Regions from separate parts of the Hordeum vulgare genome. Here region 1 is linked to region 2. The links are chromatin contacts, called in public Hi-C maps. All regions are on one chromosome and are shown on one strand. Each heading gives the region's core, a stretch centred on a gene start, on an enhancer-like site or on the middle of the called end of the contact. The rest is flanking DNA. Distances are from core to core; before and after follow the strand shown. Region 1 holds the start of LOC123401100 (thiosulfate/3-mercaptopyruvate sulfurtransferase 1, mitochondrial-like). Region 2 has its middle 51 kb from the start of TRNAK-UUU.

What was found. Hi-C and Micro-C count contacts between places; a contact is called where the count stands out from the background.
Region 1: a Hi-C map of seedling shows a contact between it and region 2, with 7 times the contacts expected there. The contact joins the promoter of LOC123401100 here to the enhancer-like site in region 2. A contact is called at or near these places in 3 of 6 Hi-C or Micro-C datasets (leaf and seedling).

The regions. Positions count from the first base shown.
Region 1 is chr6H:104,354,594-104,361,675 of MorexV3_pseudomolecules_assembly, forward strand. LOC123401100 (thiosulfate/3-mercaptopyruvate sulfurtransferase 1, mitochondrial-like) reads left to right here and starts at 3,368. Exons shown (of 11, transcript XM_045094822.1): 1 at 3,368-3,669; 2 at 3,962-4,021; 3 at 4,108-4,170; 4 at 4,346-4,470; 5 at 5,027-5,189; 6 at 5,272-5,331; 7 at 5,601-5,659; 8 at 6,134-6,215; 9 at 6,310-6,373; 10 at 6,592-6,659; 11 at 6,744-7,048. The coding sequence starts at 3,601. The coding sequence ends at 6,854. It overlaps LOC123402181 (biotin--protein ligase 2-like), which reads left to right. Exons shown (of 9, transcript XM_045096061.1): 4 at 2-122; 5 at 222-377; 6 at 567-612; 7 at 788-854; 8 at 928-1,004; 9 at 1,151-1,689. The coding sequence ends at 1,196.
Region 2 is chr6H:103,391,239-103,397,945 of MorexV3_pseudomolecules_assembly, forward strand. No RefSeq gene overlaps it. Among protein-coding and RNA genes, the nearest start is that of TRNAK-UUU, 51 kb to the left of the region's middle. Within about 2 kb of position 3,498, at least 3 of the 3 cell types and tissues checked have open chromatin away from gene starts, as enhancers often do. A contact at or near this core is called in leaf and seedling, where this site is marked.

The DNA.
Region 1 (7,082 bases), core at 2,118-4,617, 960 kb after region 2:
GGGACTTCCAGAGCTAGATGTAAGGATAAAGTGGCCTAATGATCTATATCTGAAGGGGTTAAAAGTTGGTGGTATTCTTTGTACCTCATCATATGAGCCGAAAGTCTACAATATTTGCACTGGTAAGCATGTTTCAAATGCTGTTGATACTAAACACCGAGGATTATATAATACCAGAAAGTCATTCGTTATGAAAACTTGGATTCCTTTATCCTCTTCAGGTATTGGTTTAAATGTGGGCAATGAAAAGCCTACTACATGTTTGAACGCTGCACTCCAGGAACTAAAGGCTAATTCACCAAGACTTAAACGAGAAGACATACTAGCATCATTCTTCAACAAATTTGAAGTTCTTTTTGATATTTTCTCAAATCAAGGTAAATTTGTGTCAATAGTTTCTCTTCTTGAGATAAAAAATATATGAGCATTATGCTCACGCTATGGGCGTAGTGAACTTTTGTAGATAAATTTACTTTGCTCTAGTGAGTGATGTTTGCAAATTAAGCTGATTTTTCTAACATTTTGTGGTGCATTTGGTACAATAATATTCTCCATCTTCACTTCAGGATTTCAGGCCCTCGAGGAGCAATACTACAACTCATGGCTTCACAGGTACGGAGTATTATCTCGATATTGGTTTGTTGGTCTTCCATGACCAAATTTCCTACTAAAGTGTAGTATTTATCTGCTACCATTTGACTTTGATTTTTTTTTTCCAATATGGTGTTCCATATGTTCTCGGTTTACGTCGTTTCATCGTACTAACTGAACCTTCACTGCCATGTAGTGGCCAAAGAGTTGTCGTACAGGATGCGAACGAAGGCCAGTCTGTGAACAGTGTGGTCACGGTTAAGGTATGGAGAGAACTTAACTAGGATTGATGATTAGACGTTTTCTCTTCTCTGACCACCAACTAAATTGTTTCAGGGGCTAACTCCAAGTGGCTATTTATATGCCGTTGGAGAGGACGGCAAAAGCTATGAGCTGCACCCTGATGGTAACAGGTAATGCAATTTTGTATCCATCACCAACATTTTTGTCGTTATAATTACTTTATATCCATCGTATACCATATATAATGTGTCTGTCAAGAACGTAATGGTGTGCCACATACCATCTTTGATTTCTGACGCAATTTCCTGTGTTGCAGCTTTGATTTCTTCACAGGGTTGGTGAGGAGAAAGATGGATGCATAGCGCGTTGACAGTTATCATAGACACAAATCTTGTTCTCCAGAGATATCAGAGTTATCTTCTCATGGCAGATTACTTATGGGAAGCTGGTTTCTCAAAAAAAAAAAAAAAACTATGCGAAGCTGGCCTCAACTGAAGCTGTTACAAACTCAGCGCTACTGCACGGACCACCTGTTCAAATATAATGCCCTTGACGGGATCCTGCGGGACATGAGGAATTCATGAGCCAGGCCTGGAGGCTGAGGCACAGGACTTTGCTGAATCTGAATTTAGCATGGGCCGACAAATCAGGAGCGAACCGAGTGAAAGAACTGTAGGAAAAGGGCAGAATCTCTGAAGACAGTCCAAGGTTATTTTAGTTTGAAAACGGTGTGCTCTGTATGCTTGTGTGTCTGTAACAAGGGCTGAGTCTGTGAGTTACTGTAAAAACTACATTGAGCGCAGTTTTTGTGGAGGTTGAAATGAGTGCAAGAGCTGAGCTATGCCTTTTTTTTTAGAAAAAGAGTTGAACCTTTTTTTGTGGAGGTTCCAAACTGCTGAACTAACCTTTGATTTGTGCGAAGCTCTTTCTGCTTCTTCTGTTCCGTATCGAGCTTCAGCGTCCGGAAAAGGAAGAGGAAATTCAGTTTTGTGAAAGGTCCATCGCACTGATTCATGTTTCGTTCTATTTTTTTATTTTATTTTTTTGGTTATTGTTTGCACTATTGACTTCATCACTCAGAAAACAATCCAAGATTTGAAGGTTCAAAAGATACCTCAACAGATTTTCTCGTAGCCAATCAAGGGAAGCCTAACAAATGGAGAAAAATTGTCATGTTCGGAACGTCTTGTCTAAACTGGAGGTGCCGGATTGCACTCGGCTTTCTGTTCTTTGTTTGCTGCCAAAGCCCTGCTCAAATAAAATTCATTGTTTACATAAGAAAGAAAAGAACTGTACTAACATCCAGTCGACTGGACGTTAAGCAACCAGTCGACTGGACGTTAAGCAACAGATACGCACACCACCTCGACTAATCACTTCTTTCTAACTAATCACTTGTCTAATTTTATCTTTTCTAATTCCAATCACTCGACTAATCGTGTCTATGACGGAGGAAGAGCATGCCACATTCATTTTGATTCATGCATGCATGTACATTAATAGACAAAACAGAAGATATCGGCAAAAGATTCTTTTTATTTTAAAACTTCAAAATACTTTGTAGCCTAAACCATCGCTCTGATTAAAAATATATTTTCACATAAAAGATTTATCGCGACGAGACCTTAAGGGTGTGTTTGGTTGGAGGGATAGCCTAGGGTGGTTGTGGATATCCCTAATCAGGTGGCTGGGGATAGCCCTTTTTTTGTTTGGTTGTAAGGGTAGGGTTATCCTTTTTTTGTTTGGTTGGGAGGATGGATCCTGCCGCGCCGGCCTCCTCCCGCGCCGGCCGCGCCGACCGCCTCAGAGTGGTTGCCACCGCCCGTCCATTTTTGGCGGTTGGCCACATCCCTTTTTTTGAAGAATATTTCCAGCATCTGGTTGACTCTATCCCTCCTCGTCCCAGATCCAAACGCATGGCAACCACAGAAAAAAGTGGTTATCCTTGTCCCTGAAAGGATATCCCTGCAACCAAACACACCCTAAAACTAGATCCCATGTTGACCTTCAGGTCGACTGAAAAATATCAAACTAGCAAAATCATGCGGAGTAGTTTTGAAGATCTCGTCGCGAGGATTCTTTTATGTAAAAGTAATTTTTTAATCGAAACGATGGTTTAAGCTACAAAGTATTTTGAAGTTTTAAAATGAAGAGAATCTTTTACCAATATCCTCTATTTTATCTATTAATGTGCATGCATGCATGAATCAGATGGAACATGTTATACTCTTCCTCCCCGTAGACATGATTAGTCGAGTGGTTAGAATTAGAAAAGGTAAAATTAGACAAATGGTTAGTTAGAAAGAAATGATTAGTTGGGGTGTATGGATCCGTTGCTTAACGTCTAGTCGATTGGAAGTTAGCATAGTCATATAGGAGTATATTATATTCAAATGAGGTGGAGTGTCTGTTAAAAAACAGATTTCAGCGGAAAAAAGATCTGGAAACCCGCCGTGTGGGACATCGGATCGACAAGGAACGGACCAGATCTATACGAGTATATATTTTTCTCGCTGAGGTTTAGCTCCATCTCCGGCAGCTGCGAACCTCACGAGTCCAAATCGGCTCCGGCGGCTATATCCCACCTTCCCGGAAATACAGGTTCCTCAGGACAACCAAGGCGAGCCCCCAATTTTCTTGCCCCCCTGCTTTAAAAAGGAAAAAACTTTGCTTTGCATTCGTTGACCTGCAACTGCAAGCTCCGCTTTCCAATCCCTGCTCTTGCCCTCCGTCGCTTCACCTCAGCTCTTGCAGCAGAGGCGGCCAATGGCGCAGGACGATTCCGTTGTGTCTGCACAGTGGCTGCAGCAGCACCTAGGCCAGCCCGACATCAAGGTGAAAGAATCTCTCATCCGCCTCACGTTTTCCCCTTCGATTCCGGAGGATATATTACCTCCTTTTTTCGCCAGCGTTTCAGAAGCAGTAACAGCAGCAGCATGTTCTTGATTTCTCATCATCCAGTTTATTTATCCCCATGAGAAGCAACTGAGACTTGATTAGTATTTACCACTGTTATTCTACTCCCTGTCATGTTGTTTTCCTATCATTGTTGTTGTGCCCAAGAAAATATTAAGGGGGCACAGGAACCTGTGCTGTTTTTGACAACACATTTGACTGCTTGGTTCAGATACTGGATGCTTCCTGGTACATGCCACACGAGAGCAGGGATGCATGGCAAGAATACCAGGTTTCTTTATGGATCAGCTTTGCTGTAAACTCTTCACCCCTTTTGTGCCAATGTTTCTCCCGGCTAAGATGTTCAGATATGCTCAGGTGGCCCACATTCCTGGCGCGCTCTACTTCGACATCGATGGAATTTCTGATCGGACGACTCATGTGAGAATTGCCTCCAGATATTAATCCCCTTGTCGCTTGCGCCATTGTTTGAATCGACGTTTTTTTGGACCTTTGGCAGTTGGCCTGCTGCAATGATTTTCTGTCTTCAGTCTTTCATTGTATGTCTATGAAAATAGATATGTGACTTACTTTTAATGGATGCAATTATTTTCAGTTGCCACACATGCTGCCATCGGAAGAGGCATTCGCGGCAGCGATTTCTGCACTTGGCATCAGTAACCATGACAAAGTCATTGTTTATGATGGGAAGGGGTTCTACAGCGCGCCTCGTGTTTGGTGGTAAGCAGCGCGCTGCTTCAGTTGAGTTCAACAGAATGACTGAAATTAACTTTTTCTAGTGCACAAAGAGCTGTATATAACATAAGATGTTCAAATTCATGTTGATATAGTATTTTTATTGCATGTAAAGGTACCTTCTTACTCTTTTACAGTATCTCACATCCATACACGTTGATTACTTTATCAACCCGATATACTAATGATAGCGCACTTCAAGTACTAATTAAAGCTCTGGTCATGAGATAAAAAGGATGATTTTTGCATGCAATGGGAAGATACAGTGTCATGGCTTCAGATTATGGGGAAAGGGTATTGCGCCTCAAATTTAAATGCTGCAATGTCATGGTTTTATCCATTTTTCGTGTGTTCGGAAAACAAAATGAATCAGTTTACATATTCAGCAAAAGATTAACGGAATGAACGAATAAATCCAGACACACACTTCAAAGTTTACCTGGCAATAATTCCGGATGTCATTCTCTGCCTTATTCAAGTAACATTTTCTACCTCTAGATACAATATTTGATGGATTTTATGTGTACTTGTCAACTAAAAGGATGTTCAGAATTCTTGGACATGATAAAGTTTGGGTCTTAGATGGAGGTTTCCCTCAGTGGCAAGCTTCTGGATTCAATATTGGAAGCAGCTGCCCTGATGATGCAGTTCTGAAATCCAAAGCTGCTAATAGTGCTGTTGAAACAGCTTATAATGGTGAATTGGTAAGATATCTCATAAGATGGTATTGCTATCTTACTGCCAACTCTTTTTCTTACTCAGTAATCACGGTTTCATTTTCTGCAGGCAAATGCTGTCACATTTCAGACACAGTTTCGACATCAGCTATTGTGGACACTAGAAAAGGTCAGCTCTCTATCTTAACTGAAAACCTAAGTCACTTCGTTTTACCTGAAAACTTTCTTGAATCCATATAGATACCTGAAAACCTAAGATCACGAATTGCTTCACATCAGTGTTAGTTGGGATTGGTCGTATCTCATGATCTTTCTTTTAACTATCCTGAAAATATTTTACCTTGTTTAAAATTGAAAATAATATGAAGATGATGTTACTCAGTGACACACCTTCTTGATTATCCACATGTATGTTGAGCCGTTCTGTCTGTGTAACAGGTCAAACACAATGTAGCTGCTAAGGCTCACCAAGTAGTTGATGCCCGAGTAAAGGGCAGGTAACCTATTTCTTTCTTTTAACTGTTTGCTAGCTTAAGCTGTTTTCAGCTGTAAAAAATTGTGCCATCTTGGCGTTCTCCATCTAAGACAAAACCACAAATGTTTTGGTGCCTGTTCCAGAAAAAAAAATGTAGCTGCTCAGGCTCACCAACTAGTTGATGCCCGATCAAAGGGCGGGGCAAAATCTCTTAAGTTTCAATGTATGATTATTTCGGTTGGAAGATTTGATTATTGAAGCTCTGATCATAGTTAATGTAACATAGAACTGTCTTGCAATAACGAAGTTAAAAGATTTCCTTGAATATGAAAAGGTTGATATTTGTGTTTCATACAGATATTGTGGTTCATCACTGTCTTATTGAAGTTTTTTATCTTATGCCTGATAACATTTGTTATTGTTGTCGATCTTCCGCCAAAGTTATATATAGTTCCTTATTGTTGCAATGAAAACGGCTTCACATTTTCATTCGCAGATTTGATGGTGTGATGCCAGAACCAAGGGAAGGAGTAAGAAGTGGGCATATACCTGGAACTGTATGTGTTCCATTCCCTGAGGTGGGTGTGCAATCATGCAATATATCACATAATACTTGGATAACCTCATAACCACAAATACCAAAGAAATTGACACTGTTTAGTATTCTCCCAGATGTCTGATGGTGCACAAACGCTCCTCCCTGCAGATGAGCTATCTAAAAAGTTCGAGCAAGCAGGTCTGCATTCTGTTTCATCTAACAGTTCTAGTCTGGAACTCATAGTTTGCCCATGGCCTTTCGCGATGTATACAATACTAAAAGCAGAACAACATTGATGAACAATGCAATCATGCTGATCCTCTGACCTAAGAAGCAGAGTTTTCTTAGGGATATCAAATGTGTATTAAGTTCACCAAGCAATAGCAATAATAGCACCTGGTTTGATGTTTCTTCAGGCATTTCCCTTGATCACCCGATTGTCCTCACATGTGCATCTGGTGTAACTGCCTGCATACTTGCGCTGGTCTGGAAATCTTGCATGCTCTTCTTGGACATATCTTTGAGACATTGACTCCACCAAGCAGTCTCTAACAATTTCTCTTTACAGGGGCTCTATAGAATTGGGAAGCATGATGTTCCGGTTTACGACGGATCTTGGACAGAATGGGAAGCACTGCCAGATAATGATTACCCAATAGTTACTTCCACTGGCTCTTAAATCCGTCACTCTGAGGTGATGAATGCAGCTGTTGCATCCTGCGGCATTCAGCGCAGATTGTCAGCCCAATGATATTTCCCTTTGGCAAACTTTGCATCAAAGTCGATACAGAGGTTATAGAAAAAAAAAACTATTTGTACTATGGCCAATGTCTATAGGCCGATAATGAGGAAATCCCATGTCGAAAGAGTCAACATTAAGTTCGTATTGATGTTGTATTTGTGCGAC
Region 2 (6,707 bases), core at 2,248-4,747:
TTTGACGAAATATCTTGTGCATCGGGATTCCGGTGATGCTTTGGGTAATCTCAGAGTTGAGGTTTTCCACTAGGAATCCGACGAGATCGCGAGTGTCGTGATTCAGGATTTCTATGCGGCTTGTAGTAATTTGTGATGGACTAGTTGGAGCACCCTTGTAGGGTTAAATCTTTTCGGAAAGCCGTGCCCGCGGTTATGTGGCAACGTGGAAGCTTTGTTTAACACTGGTTCTAGATAACTTGAAGTTAACTTAATTAAAACTTTCCAATTGTGTGTGTAACCGTGTCAGACTCTTTCGTGAGTTCCTTCTGCGATCGAGGACACGGTGAGGTTATGTCTGACGTAGGTAGGTGTTCAGGATCATTCATTTGATCATCAGTAGTTCACGTCCGTTATGCGTAAAGCATCCCCTCTTATTTCTTGCACTCGTAAGTTTAGCCACCTAATATATGCTTAGCCACTGTTGCAACCTCACCACTTAACCATACCTCACCCATTAAGCTTTGCTAGTCTTGATACCTTTGGAAATGAGATAGCTGAGTCCCGTGCGGCTCATAGATTACTACAGCACCAGTTGCAGGTACAAGTAAAGGTTACTTGACGTGAGCGCGTTGATTGTTCATTTGGAGTTGCTTCTTCTTCTTCTTCATCATCGATCTAGGATGGGTTCCAGGCCGGCAGCCTGGGATAGCAAGGATGGACGTCGTTGTTCTTTTCTCGTTTGTTTTCGTCCGTAGTCGGACCCTGCTCTTATTCTTGATGATTATGCATTGTACTGCTGTGACTCTGATGTAGCTTGTGGCGAGTGTAAGCCAATTCTATTTATATATCTCTTCTTTTCAGTACATGTACTTGTAACGATATCCATTCTTGCGACACGACGAGATGCGCTTCTATCCCTGACGAGGCCCTCGTGCCAAATTGAGGATAGGGTCGTATCATGGGCGTGACACGTTCGTGTCTCTGATGAAGGGGAAAGCCGAGGCCGATATCGACGACAAAGAGCACCTCGTGATCCTTGCCGCTCTGGTCGGTTTGTTCGCGAACAATGCAAAGCCACGACGAGGTGGCTCGACATTGGGTCGCTGTAAGAGTAAGCATGGACATCAAATGAAGGGCTATTCATTCCTCTACACCAAGTACTTCGCCGACGCTCCTCTGAACGGTGAGAAAATATTCTGACGCCGTTATCGGATGAGCCAGAAGCTCTTCCTCGGGATGGAGAATGCCATTTGGGAGTTCGACAACTATTTCATTTGCAAGAAGGATTGCACCGACACAGTTGGATTCTTCTCACTCTAGAAGTGCACGACGGCTATGGGGATGCTTGCATACGGAGGTCCCGTTGATATACATGAAGACTATGAACGCATGGTCGAGTCCACCATCATTGAGTGTGTGTACAAGTTCTGCACAGCAGTGGCTGCAGTGTTTGAACCACAATACTTGCAATCACCCAATGCTAAAGACACTGCTTGGATCCTAGCACATAATGTGGCAAGAGGATTTTCTGGTATGCTTGGAAGCATCAAGTGCATGCATTGGGCATGGAAAAACTATCCATTTGCTTGGCAGGGCATGTTCAAAGGCGCCAATGGAGGTTGCAATGTGGTACCTGAGGCAGTGGCCACAGAGGACCTCTGGATTTGGCACTCCTTTGGTATGCGAGGAACTCACAATGACATCATTGTACTGCAGTGCTCGAATGTCTTTGACAAGCTTGTTGAAGGTCATGCTCCTTCGATGAACTTCGAGGTCAATGGCGCCACTACAACAAGGGATACTATCTACAAGATGACATCTATCCGAGATGGTCTACAACTATGAAGACTATCTCAAACCTTGTGCGAGGAGGCAAGAACTCCTACTTTTCTAAGTGTGAGGAGGCTTGCAGGAAGGATGTTGAACGAGCATTTGGTGTGCTTCAATCCCGATTTGCTATTGTACGGTACACCGCTCTGACCTGGTTGAAATCTCAAATGTGGGAGGTGATGAGTTGATGTGTCATCTTGCACAACATGATCATTGAGAGCGAGTAGGAAGAGCTAGTTTTTGACATTGAACCATATTTCACACAGGGTCCTTTTGCACCTGTTGATCACCACGTACCGGTAGCATGGGCTGCCTTCCTCAGTATGCGTGAGGGGATCCGAGATCCCCATGTGCATCAAGAACTGCAGCACGATCTGGTGGAGCACCTGTCGAGGTTCAAGGGCAACGCCTAGTTAGATGTGTTTTAGTTTGTGTTTGAATTATGCGTTTGCTTCGTAAAACTATTTTTTTTGTACTGATTCGATAAAAAATATTTTTGTTGAATTTGTGTCGAAGTGTGCCCAATTTGAGCCTAAGTTGGCCCGAACTTGGGGGGCTAGCGAGAACCCCCCACCCCCCCCCCCCCGCGCGCGCGACGAATATATCGCCGATAAGCCCCCCAAGCGGCGCTATTTCAAGTCCTTGGGGGCGAACGGCTGAAGATATTGTAAGTGATCAAAGTGGCAGCGTTCGCATAGAACGCTACAATATCGGCGCGGTCGACTCTGATACGTATTTTTGGAAAAACTAAGTTAAAATGAAGCTAGAGGGGATCGAACCTTGTATCGACTAGTTGCTTCCCAACACCATCAAACACCCCGCCAAAGTCAATTTGTTGTTCAATATATAAAGTGCCCCCAATCAAAAGATAAATAAGCCGGATTTTACTATGTTTGCTTTCTTTTCCTATTTTTACATTTTTTCCTTTTTTTTTTGTTCATTTTTACTTGGTTTTCTTTGATATTTTCTTTTCTCCATTTCTTTTGTTCTTGTTTGGTTTTATTTTTCTCTTCTCCATTTTTTTGGTTTTCTTTTTTATTTTACCTTTTTATCTCATGTTTGTTTTCGTTTTCATTCTACATTTTCCTATATGTCAAAAATATTTTTTAATAAGTGTTTATTTTTTTGTATACACGTTCAACATTGTCTGATAGCTTATTCAACATTGTTTATATCTATGTTCAACATTTTTAAAATATCCATTCACCATTTTTAAATACTTTTTATACATTTTTGGTATTTGTTCAACATTTTCAAATACTTGTTCAACATACTCCCTCCGTTCCAAAATAACTGTCTCAAGCGTAGTATAATTTTGTATTAAAGCTAGTACAAAGTTAAGACATTTATTTTTGAATGGAGGGAGTATTTAATACTTATTCAAAAAATTTAATACTCATTCAACATTTGTTAAATACTTTTTCAACATTTTTAGTATTTCTTCAAAAATTTCAAATACTCGTTCAACATTTACTAATAATTATTTATCATATTTTAGTACTTATTTGATATTTTTGCAATACTTTTCAGCATTTTTCAAACATGTTCTAAATATTTGTTTTTGCATATATATGTAGAATATTTTATAGTAAAAAGGGTAAAAAAAATAAAGAGAAAAAAGGAACAGAAAAATAAAAGAAAAAAGGCCGCAGTTTCCCAATCAGCTAGGCCGGTCCATCTGTGCTCCCGCTTACACGAGGCTTCCCTTGTGCTCGCTTAAAGCGAGACATAGGAAGGGAATATTCTATTTAGGGCCACATGCATCGTATATAGTGAAATTTTGCTAACCGAGGTCTGAAACGCTTTCGTGATGGCCCAGCCCATCTGGAGATCTTGTATGTGTTTTAGTCCGTGAACTTTTTTTCAAAATGATGAACTTTTTGAAAATTGGTGAGCGTTTTGAAAATCGATGAATTTATTTTTTAAGTGGGAGAACTTTTTCGAAAATCTGTGAACATATTTCAAAATTCGTGAACTTTTGCGAAATCTATGAACTTTTTCAAAAAAATGATGAACTTTTTTTCAAAATCGATGATTTCTTTAGAATTCTTTCAACTTTTTGAAAATCTATAAATATATTTTTATAATCGGTGAACTTTTTTTCACAATCAATGAACTTTTTTCGCAAATTTAAACTTTGTAAAATTCTGTGAACTTTTTCGATTTTTTAATGGCCAACCACATTTTACATGGGCCGGCCCACGAGGAGGTGCAATACAGGCGCCGGTTTTCGAAGTGGCGCTGAAGGCGTCACACAGGAGCTCCCCCCTACCCGGTTCCGAACATTGGAATAACGTATTGGTTATCTGCGCCAATTCCACCTCAATCCGAAAAGGCCATCGCTAGCCCTTTATAAACTGGACTTTGGGAGAGTTAGCCCACGGAGGCTGCTATTTCTTGGGGAATCCCAATTTAACGATAGTAAGCGCCAAACTGTGCGGCGACTATTTATTGCATTCAGCCAGATATAAAAGATGAGGCACAGTATTTGGGCGGGCCCACTTCACGCTCAGTTAAAGAAAAAAAAGGGAGAAAAAAGGAGAGCACGAGGGATCAAAATTATTAATTGAAGAGTACTTCTTTTTAAGATCATTTTTCCTTATTCAGGTTGCAATAAATGGCGTACTGCATGTGTGTCACTTGTCGCAACCTGAGAGTTTTTTCATTTTTTCGTAGATCTGTTTTTTTTAATATTTTATCTCTTAAAGTATGCATCCAAATATCAAACCATTTACATCGTTCGATTTCTCGCATCGAGATCTTCAAAATTAGATCCCATGTTGATAGGTTTTGATGAACTTTTTTTCACGAAGATATCCGGACTAAAAAATAAGGGTCAAAACCATGCCTCTCATGATAGAAATAAAAAAAATAGAAAACACATTTTTTTGGAGCCGATGCAGAAGCAAAATAGTGTCTCTCGCGTAAGAAAAATCATGCCTCTCGCGAAAAAAAGCAGATAATACTTTTTTTTCATGGAAGCAAAACCGTGACTCTCATAAAAAACAAAAAAGACGTTTTCCTGTTTCCGAGAGACATTCGTGAAAACAAAACCGTGCCTATCGCAACAAAACAGAATACATTTTTGTTTTGTTTATGAGAGACATGACCATTCCTCTCGCGAAAGCAAAATCGTGCCTCTTACGGAAGCAAAATTGTGTATCTCGCAAAAAAAATAGAAATCACATTTTTTCACGTAAAATTAAGTTATTTTTTTACTTCGAAAAGCTAAGCAATACCGATGAAAAACTGAAACACAAAAAAAAACAATCTAAAAAGCCAAAAACCAGGTAAGAAAATAAAAAGAAAATCATAAAAAACACTCAAAACACGACACGTGTCAACGATTAAAAATGCGTCAAATGATGACACGTAAGAATGATTGTTGGGAGACTTGCGTAGTAATGCTCCCTAAGAGCATCTCTAACAGCTGCCCAAGATAGGGCATCAATTTTTTGATTATAGGGCAGCCAAAATCACAGTATAGGACATCTAAACATCTGTTGATTTACCGACAGCCCAAGATAGGGCAGTGCGTTGCTCCAACAGCTGCCCCAAATGCATCTCCAACGCAAAATTTAAACTCATACGGCTATATTTCGACAAATAGCAGATACAAGTTCAACAGACGAACAACAGAACGGCGATAAAATCAAACCTAATTTTAACCTAACGACGACTAATCGGCGGCGGCGCCTAGTCCAGGACGTGCGCGTCGGAGTCGGAGTCCCAGAACGAGGAACCGAGCGACGACGACGACGACGAGGACCCGACATTGATGCGGTTCGGCGGCGGCGGCAGTGGAGCGGACGGCCCCGCACCGTCGGCTCGGGCGGCGGCGGCCTTCTTCTTCTTTCGCCCGGCGGAGAAGTCGAGCTCCGCCTGCACGAGCTCGGGGTGGTCGTGGCGGAGCGTCTCCATGCGGAGCTCGTCGATCTGCACCGCCCGCAGGTTCGCGCGCTCGCGCCGCTGTTGGCAGCGCTGCTCGTGCCCGTCCGTCACGTCGACGAAGTGCATCGGCGGCGCCAGTCACAACGCGTATTTGCGTTCGGTGTCGAGGAAGTTGAGGTCCCGCCGCGACCGGCCGAATCGTATCGCCGCCGCATCGTACGCGCGTGCGGCGAGCTCGGCGGAGTCGAATGTCCCTATCCACCACCGAACTCCGTCGGCGGTGATCTCCGCCGCAAATTGGCCGGAGGGGCGCTCCCGCACGCCAAAGAAGCCGGAGCTCGGGCGAAGGTGCGGTGCCATGGCGGAAGAGGGGGAACGGCGGCGGCGGGGGGGGGGGGGGATTGGGGGCTGGGGATGGCGATTGGGGGGGAGGGGGAACGGCGGCGGGTGGTTGGCGCGGCGGGAGGTGGACGGGCGGCGGCGAATTTGATGCGGCAGCGCGCGGCTGGGGTGGGAATTTATTGGCGCGCGGCGGGGCGGGAAGCTTCCGGTAGTTGGATGCGCGCGTGGCCAGAAAATATGGGGCAGTTGGCTAGCTGCCCCATATTTACAATACTTGGGCAAAATATAGATCACTGCCCTAATATTTTTTGACAAATGCCCAAAATAGGGCAGCTGTTGGAGACCGTTTTTAGACTTTTTTATCCTATATGACAGGTTTTTTGCAACACTGCTCTGTATAGGGCAGCTGTTAGAGATGGTCTAACTACTTGGTTCTACGAGTGATCCATCCCTGCAAGAAGCAAGCACAGGTAGCCACCACACCAAGCTACTATTCACGTAAGTGAAGGGGGTGCATGCTACTTGAAGCGAGTCAAGCCGGGTATCCTCCCTTTATTTTGTTGTTTTTGATTTCCTTTGTTTTTTTCACTTTCCTTTTTGTTTGGTTTAGTTTGTTTCCTTTTTGTTTTCCTTTTAAATAATTGTTCCAAAAAATACTTATT